2 separate regions of the Capsicum annuum genome follow, and region 1 is linked to region 2. The links are chromatin contacts, called in public Hi-C maps. All regions are on one chromosome and are shown on one strand. Each heading gives the region's core, a stretch centred on a gene start, on an enhancer-like site or on the middle of the called end of the contact. The rest is flanking DNA. Distances are from core to core; before and after follow the strand shown. Region 1 has its middle 67 kb from the start of LOC107857054. Region 2 holds the start of LOC107878180 (clathrin coat assembly protein AP180-like).

Region 1 (6,331 bases), core at 3,764-6,263, 91 kb before region 2:
TTCTTTTGATTAAAATATGTGAAAGTGATGTGAAAAAAAGGATTTTACTAGCCTAATAAAATACGAGACATGTGGCTAGTTGTACTTGACTGAAATTATGTAAAAGTACTTAAGCAGGTTATTACAAGCTAATTTCGTATATTTACTTGAAAAAAGTTGTGGCTTATTTTGTTAAGATAAATTCCATTGTACTTAAAAGTGTTTTTGATGAAAAATGAGGAAAAAAATAACTTGGTGCTATTTACTGAAATGAAGAAATAAATTATGATTTGCTAACTCATTATGGAGATTGAAATAACTATTTTAGCTTCAACTAGTGAAAAAGTGAATTGATCAATTACTTTATGTTGATAAATTAATTTCTTTAATTTTGAGTTATTGTGATAGCACCAAAATTTATTGGTAGAGTATAAATTATTATTATAATGGTAAATTCATATCATAAGGAGAAAAACAAAATATTTTGAGATCATATTGGTCAATGTTATACCAATATTAATTGTGTTAACTTTGTGATAATCTTACAGATTCAAAACTAAAACCTTAGCAAGAAAATGGTCTGAATCACATCTAGGAAGAAGAAGAAAGCCTATACAAAAATCATGAGTCATATATGTGGAAAACCAACTTGGGGACTAGAGATTTTATAACCAGGTTCAATGGGAAGAAGGAATCATATGATGACTTGGTGTGGGATGCACTATTATTTAATCCTTCCTATGATGTCAGTGCATTTTATTCCTGTAATGATTAGTGAAGGTTGAGTTTAAGAACTCTCAATAGAATTATGTATCTCTTATGAGTGGGGTGTCGAAATTACAGGATTACCCTTGACAAATTTCACCTATATGAGTGTAGAAGTAGGCCGCTTCCTATGAGAATGGGGCTTATTCTCACAAACTCTCATAAGAAATTGGGATAGTACGTGACTATAATGTGCTGGCTATTAAAGATTATGTCAATACCTTGATTGTTGTGTGTAGGCAGTGATATTTTATTTTTCTTAAGCAGTCATAGTTCAACTCTGAGACCACTACTGACTCTGGAGTAAATGTTACTGTTTTACTAAGTGAAGGTTCAATGAGAGCACACCTTCATTATGCATAATGATCTCCCTTAAACTAAATTGGTGAGGAACTCTCTTATTTAAATATTAAAATGAGTGGAGGAATGTTGGTGAATTTTATTATAAAAATAAATTAAAGTGCATGACATTAGTAAACATAAAGTAGACAAAGTGGTGTCATTATTGTTGTAATTCACCACATTATCTTTTTGAGTTAGTGGGTACAAATTGTGGTAAAGATGATCATTAGTTATTGTAACTCATATTGCAATTAGTTCTTGCAACTCTCATGGGTATTAGTTCTTGTAACTTATATGACCATTAGTTCCATGTAACTCTTGTAACATTTGTAACCAATAGATCATTCATGTACTCACTTTACTACACCATATTCTTTCTATTCAATACAAGGATGAATATCTCACCTATAAATATAGGTGAACTTGCATGTTATTGTATGTACAAGGAAATATAATAAGTGTGAAAAAAATTATAGTGTGTAGTACTGAAAGAGAAAGTTGAGACAAAGAAAATATTCGAAATCTACAACTATATTCACTATACAAAGAGAGTAATTATATTAGTGAAAGAAAGTGTTGAGGCAAAGAAAATATTCTAAGTCTTTAACTATATTTTTACTGTACAAAGAGGGTAAAAATATGTTAAAGGAAGGTGTTCTTATGGTGGAGCTTTGGACTCTTCAACTAATCCAGAGTTGTTTGAGTTGTACATTGTTGATGGGTTGTTGTAGCTTGGAGGGGACAAGTCACGAGTTATACTGCTGGATTGGTGTAGATTATGCCACAATGAGCTTGAATCTCCTTAAAGAGAGCGAGATGTCCGCGCCTCAACCAAGAAGAAGATTATTTTATTTTCTTCACTTTTGTTCATTTTATCAAAAAAGAAAAAAAAACAGATTGCCCTTCTCATCTGCAGAAGATATATTGTTAGTCATTTTCTTAACTTCTCTTCTTTTTTCAAAAAAATTATACATATATATGGCATAACTTAAAAAATAAACTTATCTTCCGAATTGATGATTCGGTTACGTACCCTCATTCATGAAGCTATTAAAATCACATGTATCTTGAAAATCTCTTCATTGCAATTTGTGTCTGGATAGTGCATAAGTTGTTACAAATGCAAGTTTGATCCCTATATCTAATTCCAACAATCCTGCCAACGTTCATAAAATTGTAACTAAAAAACATGTCAGGTATTTCTTCCAAACTGAGGAAAAAATATTATAGAAGAAGTAACTAAGCAAAGAACAGAAAGAAAAAAATCACAATGCTGATCATTAAAACCATCCACTCAATAATTTTTTGAACTATTTATTCACGTGGGCAAGTCTGTAAGATGACTACTTAATTATTATGACTGTTCATTATCTTAATTTACTTCAAAATATTTAGTAATTCTTAATAACCTTCAAAACTCTTTATTTTCTTTTTTTACTACAATAATAACCGACAAAAGAGGAAGATAAAAACAATAATTAAGAGAATTAGAGTTGAAAAGTTTCAAAAACATAAATGCATCTGGCATTTACTTCAAGTAAGCCTAAATGAAATTATTCAGGTGTGACTCTCCAATAACAAAACCATTGCCCTTTGATAATTAAATAATTGCATTATAATGAAGAAATAAACCAATAAAATGTCAAAACAATGAGAAAAAGGAAAAATAGAAATAAAGCCTTAAAAATATGCTACATCAGCGTATTTCTAATATATATACACACACACACACACACACACACACACACACACATATATATATATATATAAGGGGAGAGAGAGAGAGATTTATAATAAGTTATGTGAAGGGAAATAAACAATGATCCTAACCATGCAAGAACTCATCTGTTCTGAAATCGCACATTCCAGTTGATGATATATTTGAATCTCTTTATATGATATTAAATAATTTTTTATCTCATTAATTAGTATCTGGGGTCGAATTAGACAGAGTCCAATTTTCTTATCGGTAAAGCTACAAATTCAAAAACAAAAATACATGAAAAAAATAAGTTCGAAGTTGGCTGAAGAGTTTGGTGATTTATTGGTTATTAAAATTTAAAAATTACAAAAAGCCACAACTTAAGTATCACATATTACACAAAATCCCAACTTTCAAAACATATTACAAAATTGCATTTTTTAAATTTCTCTCTCTAAAAGTACATATACATAACTTTTGCAACTTTTGTACGGTTGTTCTCCTTGAAAGAAGCCTAAAATCAAGGAGCCATTATGCAGAAGTTACAATTTTTGAATTCGTTACCATGTTTGATTCAAACTCTTACTCTATCTATCTATCTATCTATCTATCTACCTACCTACCGACCGACCTACCTACCTACCTACCTACCTATCTATTATTCGATTTATCTATCGATCTATCGATCTATTGATCTATCGATCTATCTATCATTCGATCTATCTATCGATCGATCCATCTATCTATCTATCTGTCTATCTGTCTGTCTCCGTCCATCCGTCCGTCCGTCCGTCTGTCCGTATGTCCGTCTGCCCGTCTGTCCATTTGTCCATCCATCCATCCATCTCCCCGTCTGTCCGTCTGTCCGTTTGTCCGTCCATCCGTCCATCTGTCCGTCCGTCTGTCCGTTTGTCCGTTTGTCCGTCCATCTGTCCGTCCGTCCGTCCGTCCATCTATCTATCCATCCATCCATATATCCATCCATCCATCTATCTATCTATCCATCCATCTATCCATCCATCCATCCATCTATCCATCCATCCATCCATCCATCTATCCATCTATCTATCCATCTATCCATCTGTCCATCTATCCATCCATCCATCCATCCATCCATTCATCCATCCATCGATTGATCGATCTATCTAGCTATCCATCCATCCATCCATCCATCCATCCATCTATCTATCGATCGATCGATCCATCTATCGATCTATCTATCCATCTATCCATCTATCCATCTATCCATCCATCCATCCATATACATGCATTCATATGAACACCAGTTAAATACATGACATATTACTTTCTAACACAATAAAATCAATTGCAAAATAAAATTTTCATATACGTAACTAATCTTTACATTTCCACATAATAATCTATAAAGTATTAGTTAAAGTCATTTTTTTTTCAAATACATATTTACTTATAAATTGTTGCGATTACCATAGTTGTACAATTACATAATTTTGATACTCCATAAACATTTAATAACATCAATAGCAAGTATTAATCATCAAAATATACATAACAATACACATAATTATATGTCATCACGATAATTAACTTCAAAATCTGGAACATACAATGAATATATATTTTGTTTCATTTTTTCATTCAACAGAGTGCCTCAAAAGAATTGCAATATTTATCTTGTTTAATACAAATAAAATCAATTTTTTTTTCAAGAGATCAAAAATCAGTGATTGGATTGTTTGTGATTTCTGATTTTTTGGTTGATTTTCTTTTTATGTATTGTTGTTTTTCAAAATTTGAATTAGTATAGTTGTTACACAAATTAAGGGATGTTGTAATTTATTATTAATGTTGCGGCATTAATTGCGTCTTAAATATAAGAGAAAATCTGTTATTTTCCTATTAAAATGTTGGCAGTAGATTTTCATATACATAGCGCGGTATGTATATAGTGGCAGAGCTATGCATATTAATCGAAAGAGAGAACAAATTAATTAATAAGATGGGGAAGAAGGTAAATAAGTCTAATAAGACTGGGATTTGTGTTATTTATACTATTAAAATTGATCTTAAACTATGTGGATAATAATCCATTTATTTGTTCAATTTTAACCTAACTCTCGGAGTTACAGCAATAATTTGGGCCAATATATGTCCAATTTCTTCATTGAGTCCAAACTCTGTGGCCCTCTCATCGTTCAACTATTTTTCCTTTTCCCTTCTTCTGGACTTGAATATGGGCTGGCTACTGAAGCCCTCAGTGAATGTACCTTATTTTAGAACAACCCATTGATATTTGAAGGGGTTTAGGAGATAATAAGATTAGGTGGAAAAGTTATATTTAAAGTGTTGTTAATTGGCAGTTGATCATGATTTTTCTTTAAGGTGTGGTTTGGTTGGGAAAGAGTTGTCCCGGGACTTATTCTGCCATGTATATAGAATAACTTATTCCATCATTATGGTGTAAATAGTGAGATAACTAATTTCGGTACTAAATAATACCTCATATCAAACATGGGATAAAATAGTCCTTCATTTTATCCCGAAATTATTTATTCTTTATACCTCACATCAAACGCCCTTTAAGGGCGTGTTTGAAAAGATATTTGGTAATTGTGGATTTGAATTGATTGGATATAACTTATTCGGCCAACTAAGGGAAAGAATTTTGTACAACTGGGAGTAAGTAATTACACACTCCAATTTTCAAAAAAGGAGATTAAAGCATAATCAAGATAAAACTTAAATAAAATTAGGAAATAAATATAATATAAATAAAAACTATAAAAGATAGCAAAATAAAATTTATATTTTCCTAGAAAATAATATTTCCAACATATAGATTAATGCTTAGGCATAGGTTCTATTAATTCTTTTCCCCACAGTGATCACTCTTTTAATATCCTTTTTCTTTTTGACATGCTCTTTAGTTTGCATTTTCAAGAACATGGTGCAAGTGTTTCTTTTAGGAGGCATCACATGTAAAACAAATTTGGAACTTAGATTAGAGAAAAGAAGAGTGGTTAAAGAAGACAATCATGTGTTACATATGTGGGACTTTATTTAAAATTTAACAATTTTTGTTTGCCGTGATTTAATTTGTCTCAATTAAGCTTGTTCAGACTAAATACGAAAAATTACGAATTTAATTAATTCTATTAAATATTAAACACATTCCTAATGGTCCAAAGAGAAGTAGAGTACCTTTTGTTTCCATTTTATTTTGGAGCCGTTTCTTTTTAGTTTGTTACAAAAAGGATACTTAACTATATTAAAAATAATTTAATTGTAAGTTTTTTGGTTTACCGTTAATGAAATTGTTTATCAAATATAAATATCTAACTATATGTATTTTTAATTCGTCAAAATAAGCTATTTCAAACGTATTCTTTTATTATATCACTCACATTATACCATTTAACTTCAAAGATTTATGCAAAATTATATTATTTTATACTATTTTATGACAATGATATTTAGCTCAATTTATACGAACTTTAATTATTTCATTGATTATGCATTTCATTTATTAACATAAAAATATTATGTAACTCTATTCATCAA
Region 2 (6,350 bases), core at 1,944-4,443:
AACAATGTCATAGTGAAAACTGCAAGAGCAAAAGTACGAATAAAAGCAAAAGGGAAATTTGACAACGAAATTGGCATCTAAGCTTAAAGAAACAAAAATTAAGACAAATGCTTAGCTATGATCTTGTTTTGGTTCTGTAACCATAATTGTTGTTGATCCGAAAAATCTTTCTGACTCATTGCACCGTTTAACATCTGATCACTACTCAGAAATGTACCAAATGGATCGGAATTCAGATCAGTTTGCATTGTTGAGGATGGATTCTGACCACTAAAAGTTGGTGTTGCTTGAAATGTAGGCAAAGGTGTTGAAGAGTACATGCTTGTAGCTGTGTTAGTATCCGCATTTTGCATTGCATACTGCTCCGTCAATGTGTCTTGTAAAAAAGGATTGTAATGGTTGGCTGGTTCCATAACTGGAATTTGATTATAGTTGTTGATCATATGAGGCATTGGTTTTAGGCCAGTATTTGGAAACAACGTCGTTGAATTTTGATTATACAATTCGTTCAAATAGGAAGAATAGAAGCTGTTAACGTTGTCGGAGGTAGTAGGCATAGGTTGTGATGCTTCTGATTGTGGGGTTGCTTCAAATAATACCATATCCAATACACTACTTGCACCATTTCTTGATACTTGTTCTGGTTCTTGCCTTTCTGGAAAGGCACTGAAAGATGGTAATGGCAATGTGGAGGCATTGAAGCTGTTAACGTCGTTAGAAGCAGCACTAGGCATGGGTTGTCCTGATTTTGCTTGTGGGGTTGCTTCAAATAGTGTCAAATCCCAACCAGTGCTTGAAGAAGCCTCAACAGAGGACATATTTTCTCCATTTCTTGGCACCTCTTTTGGTTCTTGTTGGTCTGGAAAGGCGTTAAAAGAAGGGGATGACACTAAGGCCTCATTAAGTACATCTTCCCATCCTTTGACTGAACTTAAAGAATCTAATGTAGGCTTTTGTTTCTCCTTTATCTGTTCTTGTTTAGCTTCTTTAGTGTCAAGTTCTTTTGCTTTCTCTTCAACAGGTTGCTGCTTCTGATCTTGTACTTCGTCCTCATTGCCTTCGTTTCCATTATCTTCTGATAAAGAAACAAGATCAGTCATGGACACTGGCAATGATCTTGCAGAACCTGTATCGCACACATCGTCATTAAATGGCTTCTTTGATTGAATATCCGAATAGGCCTCCAAATCGATTGAAATAGACGGGCTCCTCCCTGTTACCGTGGCTTTTATTAGATCTTCTAGTGAACTAGAAGGCGAACCGTTCCCTGAAGCAGTTGGAGTACTCCTACCTGAATATGTCTCAGTCGTTGCAAGAGAGAACTCAGATTGTCCACCATAACTGTCAAACCCACTTCTTGAGAACTTCTTTGAAACTTGTCCTTGAGGAATCAAATCTGCTGAAGATTTCACTGGAAATGAAGATTTGTCCTTGAGAAATTCTTGTAATGACTCAATTAACTCCTCGCTTATAGTTTGTACACTCGGATACAGTGATGTCCTGCCAACACCAATGTCTTTACATAACGAATAAAATGTGCTGACCTCCTCGAATTGCTTCGCTGATCTAACACAAGTTTGAAAGGCATTTACACATGTTTGGTATGGTAAATGGAAAAAACTATCAAGAACAAGAGCAAGCCCATCAGAGATATCCTTGTAAAGATCAAAACTTTCTTGTACCACATCATATAGAGCAGCTAGTACTAGAGAATTGGTCTTGGCTGCACCTGTTGGCCGTGTAGCAATTGCCCTTTCAAGCAATCTTTGCCAATACGAAATCTTGTCAAGTAGCATTGCTGGTTTCATTTCGCGTATCGCCTCATTAGTCGTGCTCCTGCTCCTCCTACTCCTGCTAATATCACTGCAACTCCGTGAATAGGTGGAGTTTACAGGGTCGTTGTAATTGCACCGCCTTTGGAGTTTTCCCGTGAGAAAACAATCTAAACGCTCATCAAGATAAAGTGCAAACGTTCTAATAAAGGCGGTGAAATCCCAGGGGCTAGAATTTGAATCATCGCGAAAATTGGAAAGGTTGAGAATTTTGGTGCCACGTTTCATGGCATGAAGGACTTCTCGAGGGAAATAAGGATCGCCATCTTGGAAGATTCTAAGGACAAGCATTAAAGATTTGAGGGCGACGATCCAATTCCTAGTACGACCAATGCGTTTGCCAATGGCACGAGCACATGCAGCTGCGTAGGCCTTGTTGGAGGAGACTAATTGGACAACCTCATGAATGTAACGCTCATCAACAGGGACATCATCGTGTGTGGTGGCTTTTAAGACAGCAACTTCAAGTGTTGAGGAAGTGTTGCTAGAAACTTTGGCAAGGCTAATGCTGGTTTGATCTTTCACTGCAGCAATTGCCTTCTTTAGCTTGCTTGGCATGTTAGTCACTCTAATAACTCCTGTTTCTTCTTATTTTTTTCCCTTTGTCCAATTTCTTAATTTAATGCAGAAAATTTGTACAAAACATGATCATGTGATTGATCCTTTTTTCAAATAAAAGAAGTACCTCACCTCCATTACGAGGAAGTTATTGGAGCCGGGATATTGATTTTTTAAAATCTTTCTCGTAGCTTCTGATCACCACGTAAGAGATCAAACAAGAAGATTTGTTTTTGATGATAAAATTTATTGATGACAAGATTTAATGTTTCAGGGGGAAAGGTAGAGAGATAGATTTTCCTTAGCTATTGTCAGATCAATTCCAATTCCTGTTTTTAACGAAATAGGGGAAAGGCAGAACTGCGGCGGCTATTGGGAACGAGCGATAGCTTAGGACTAAAAGTGCCAACTATCTATGAATGACCAGGATCGGAAATGCTAGTCGAACAAGATGGAGTTAGTCTAGAAGACATTTGAAAGATGGTCGTTTTTCCATGTTCTTTTTTTCTTCGATCTGAATCAGTCATTGCGTTTCTGTTTCTGATGTGAAAAATGAGAGGATCTCCATGAGTTTCTCTCAGTCTTGGTACGAAATTCTATCACAGCCACTAAAAGGACTCATAGTCGCATGTAATATAAAATACTTCTTATACAAAAGGCATGAAAAGTTAAAAAAAAAATACAAACTCCATTATTTATTGAACAGATACTTGCTATAGGAATAATGATAAATAACACTGCCCCTCAAAGTAGCGATAAGATTTGCTTATATCACATTCTTCTTAGATCCCGCACGATATGTTATTGTTGTATAACCTAAGCATCTATCTAATATAAAGATAATACTACTCCCTCCGTTTCATAATAAATAAATTGTTGAATTTTGACACACAAATTAAAGAAAAAATATTAAAGACATAAATTTAACATAACTTTTCATTTTTACCAAAAAAAAACAATTGACCTTGTCATACCTTTTGAAAAATTAATTGGTTGTCAAATCATAAGGGTAAATTTGAAAAAAAAATTTAACGATTCACTTATTTTGAAACACCAATAAATACTTCAACAATTCACTTATTCCGAAACGGTGAGACACCAATAAATACTTCAACAATTCACTTATTCCGAAACGGTGAGAGTATTTACTAATTATTGTCCATTAGATCCTACTAGTATCTTTTAAATACTATTAACTGTCAAAAAAAATGGTGATCTGCTGTTCTTCTTTGAAATTGTTATTTCATTCATCAGCTGGACCTGAATTTGTTCACAAAACGGAATGTACATACTTTGAGTCTCCCCACTCCTATGTGAATTGAGTTAAACCCTACATTTAATATTAAGATCGTCCCAGAATCTAGGCCGGCTTGATTTTCACTCAACTAATGATGTTATTATTTCATAAAGTCACTTTTTCTAATACTAATTTCTTCAATAAATAAAATTATTTTTTAAAATAATAATTATTAATTGAGTGACCATCTGACAAATCAATGGAATGTAGGCCTCGACTCAAAATTGAGCTCTATAAGTTGGGCTCAGATTACACAATAAGCCCATATGGACTAGTACTCATGGGCCATAGCCGGTGATACTAGCCTGCAGTCCACCAAAGAGCCCGCCCATCTGCAGACCACATCTGTAAGAAGGTGAATCTTAAAAATAGATTTAAATTGGGTTGACTTTCAAATTTTAGCCCCAAATAAAATAACTTTCTTAAAATAGCTTTTACCTGTTAACTAATATTTTTTTTGGACAAAATGACCCCTGATCAATGGAGTAAATTATATAAATGATCCTCATAATGGATAACAACTCCATATTTATATCTTTCAACTTTTATTTTTTTTCTCTTATTAATTTTATTTTGATTTTTCTTTTTTCGTTTTAATTTTCTAAACCCTTACTTTTTTCCTTTTTTCCTCTCAACTTCTTTTTTTCTTTTATATTATTTTTATTTTTTCCTTCCTTTTTTTTTTTGTTTTTTAAGTTTTTCTCAACACTTACTTTTTTCTTTATACTTTTCAACGTCTACTTTTATAAAAGAAAAATTGTTTTATTTATCTTTTGAAATTTTTTTCGACCTTTATTTTTATTTAATCTTTCTTTTTTTATCAATCTTTATTTTTTTCTTATTCTCTCTCAACTTCTACATTTTCTTTTATTTTTATAATATATTTCTTCATTTTCTTCTTTTTCTGCAATTTTTATTATTTTTATTCTTTTTTTCGATTTATTTCATTTAAGTTACATCTTATGAGCAGGAGTTGATACTATCACATTATAAAGACAAGACTTACAACTTTTGAACAATAAACTACGTTTCATGGGTAAGAGTTGACACTACTACATTGTAGAGGCAAGACTTATGACTTTCAAACAACAAGTTATGTTTCATGGGCAAAAGTCGACACTATCACATTGTATTTTGATTTATGAGATGTTTTATAACTCTTACCTTAGAGGAAAGACTTAGCTCAGGGACTTTCAAATAGCAAATTATACCCGACGGGCAAGAGTTAATTCTACCACGTTATGTTTTCATTTACGAGATGTTCTACAACTATTGCCTTAGAGACAAGACGTAGCTCAAGGGCTTTCAAACAACAAGTTATGTTTCGTGGGCAAGAGTCGACACTTCCACATTGTATTTTGATTTATGAGATGTTCTACAACTATTATCTTAGAGGCAAGACTTAGCTTAGGGACTTTCAAACAACAAATTATGTCCCACGTGCAAGAGTTGACTCTACCGCGTTATGTTTTCATTTATGAGATGTTCTACAACTATTGCCTTAGAAGCAAAACTTAACTCAAGGACTTTCAAATAACAAATTATGCCCCACAGGCAAGAGTTGACTCTACCACGTTATATTTTCATTTATGAGATGTTCTACAACTATTACCTTAGAGGCAAGACTTAGCTCAAGGACTTTCAAACAATAAATTATGCCCCACGGGCAAAAGTTGACTTTACCACATTATGTTTTCATTTATGAGATGTTCTACAACTCTTGCCTTAAAGGCAAAACTTGACTCAAGGACTTTCAAACTACAAATTATGCCCCACGAGCAAGAGTTGACTTTACTACATTATGTTTTCATTTATGATATGTTCTACAACTATTACCTTAAAGGCAAGACTTAATTAGCTCAAGGATTTTCAAACTACAAATTATGCCTCACGGGCAAGAGTTGACTCTACCACGTTATGTTTTCATTTCTGAGATGTTCTACAACTATTGCATTAGAGGCAAGACTTAGCTCAAGGACTTTCAAACTATAAATTATGTCCCACGGGCAAGAGTTGATACTACCACGTTATGTTTTCATTTATGAGATGTTCTACAACTCTTGCCTTAGAGGAAAGACTTAATTAGCTCAAGGACTTTCAAACTACAAATTATGCCCCACGGGCAAGAGTTGACTCTACCACGTTATGTTTTCATTTATGAGATGTTCTACAACTATTACCTTATTGGCAAGACTTAGCTCAAAGACTTTCAAACTACAAATTATGCTCCATGGACAGGAGTTGACACTACCACGGTATGTCTTCATTTATGGGATGTTCTATAACTCTTGCATTAGAGGCAAGACTTAGCTCAAGGACTTTCAAATAATAAATTATGCCACACGGGCAAGAGTTGACACTACCATATTATGCCTTTATTTATGAGATATTCTACAACTCCCCCCTTAGAGACACGACTTATCTCAAGAATTTTCAAAGAACTTCGTAACAACAATTCATACCCTTAAATTTGCTTTGATGTCAAAAAAAGAAGATACATTTGCGGATTATTCATTTTTTTATTTATTAGAAAAATATAATAGAAGTTGAGAAAAAAAGAAAAAAATGATCAAACAAAATAGAGAAATAAAAAAAATATTGAGAAAAAAAGAAAATAAAAAAAATAAAGATCATGAAAAAAATGAAGTATTAAAAAAATTGAG

Evidence for each region. Hi-C and Micro-C count contacts between places; a contact is called where the count stands out from the background.
Region 1: a contact with region 2 is called in a Hi-C map of leaf, with 4 times the contacts expected there. The contact joins the enhancer-like site here to the promoter of LOC107878180 in region 2. A contact is called at or near these places in 3 of 5 Hi-C or Micro-C datasets (bud, leaf and placenta).

Annotation. Positions count from the first base shown.
Region 1 is chr7:171,368,418-171,374,748 of UCD10Xv1.1, reverse strand. No RefSeq gene overlaps it. Among protein-coding and RNA genes, the nearest start is that of LOC107857054, 67 kb to the right of the region's middle. Within about 2 kb of position 5,013, at least 2 of the 5 cell types and tissues checked have an H3K27ac peak or open chromatin away from gene starts, as enhancers often do. A contact at or near this core is called in leaf, where this site is marked.
Region 2 is chr7:171,275,361-171,281,710 of UCD10Xv1.1, reverse strand. LOC107878180 (clathrin coat assembly protein AP180-like) reads right to left here and starts at 3,193. Exons shown (of 1, transcript XM_016725097.2): 1 at 1-3,193. The coding sequence starts at 2,390. The coding sequence ends at 99.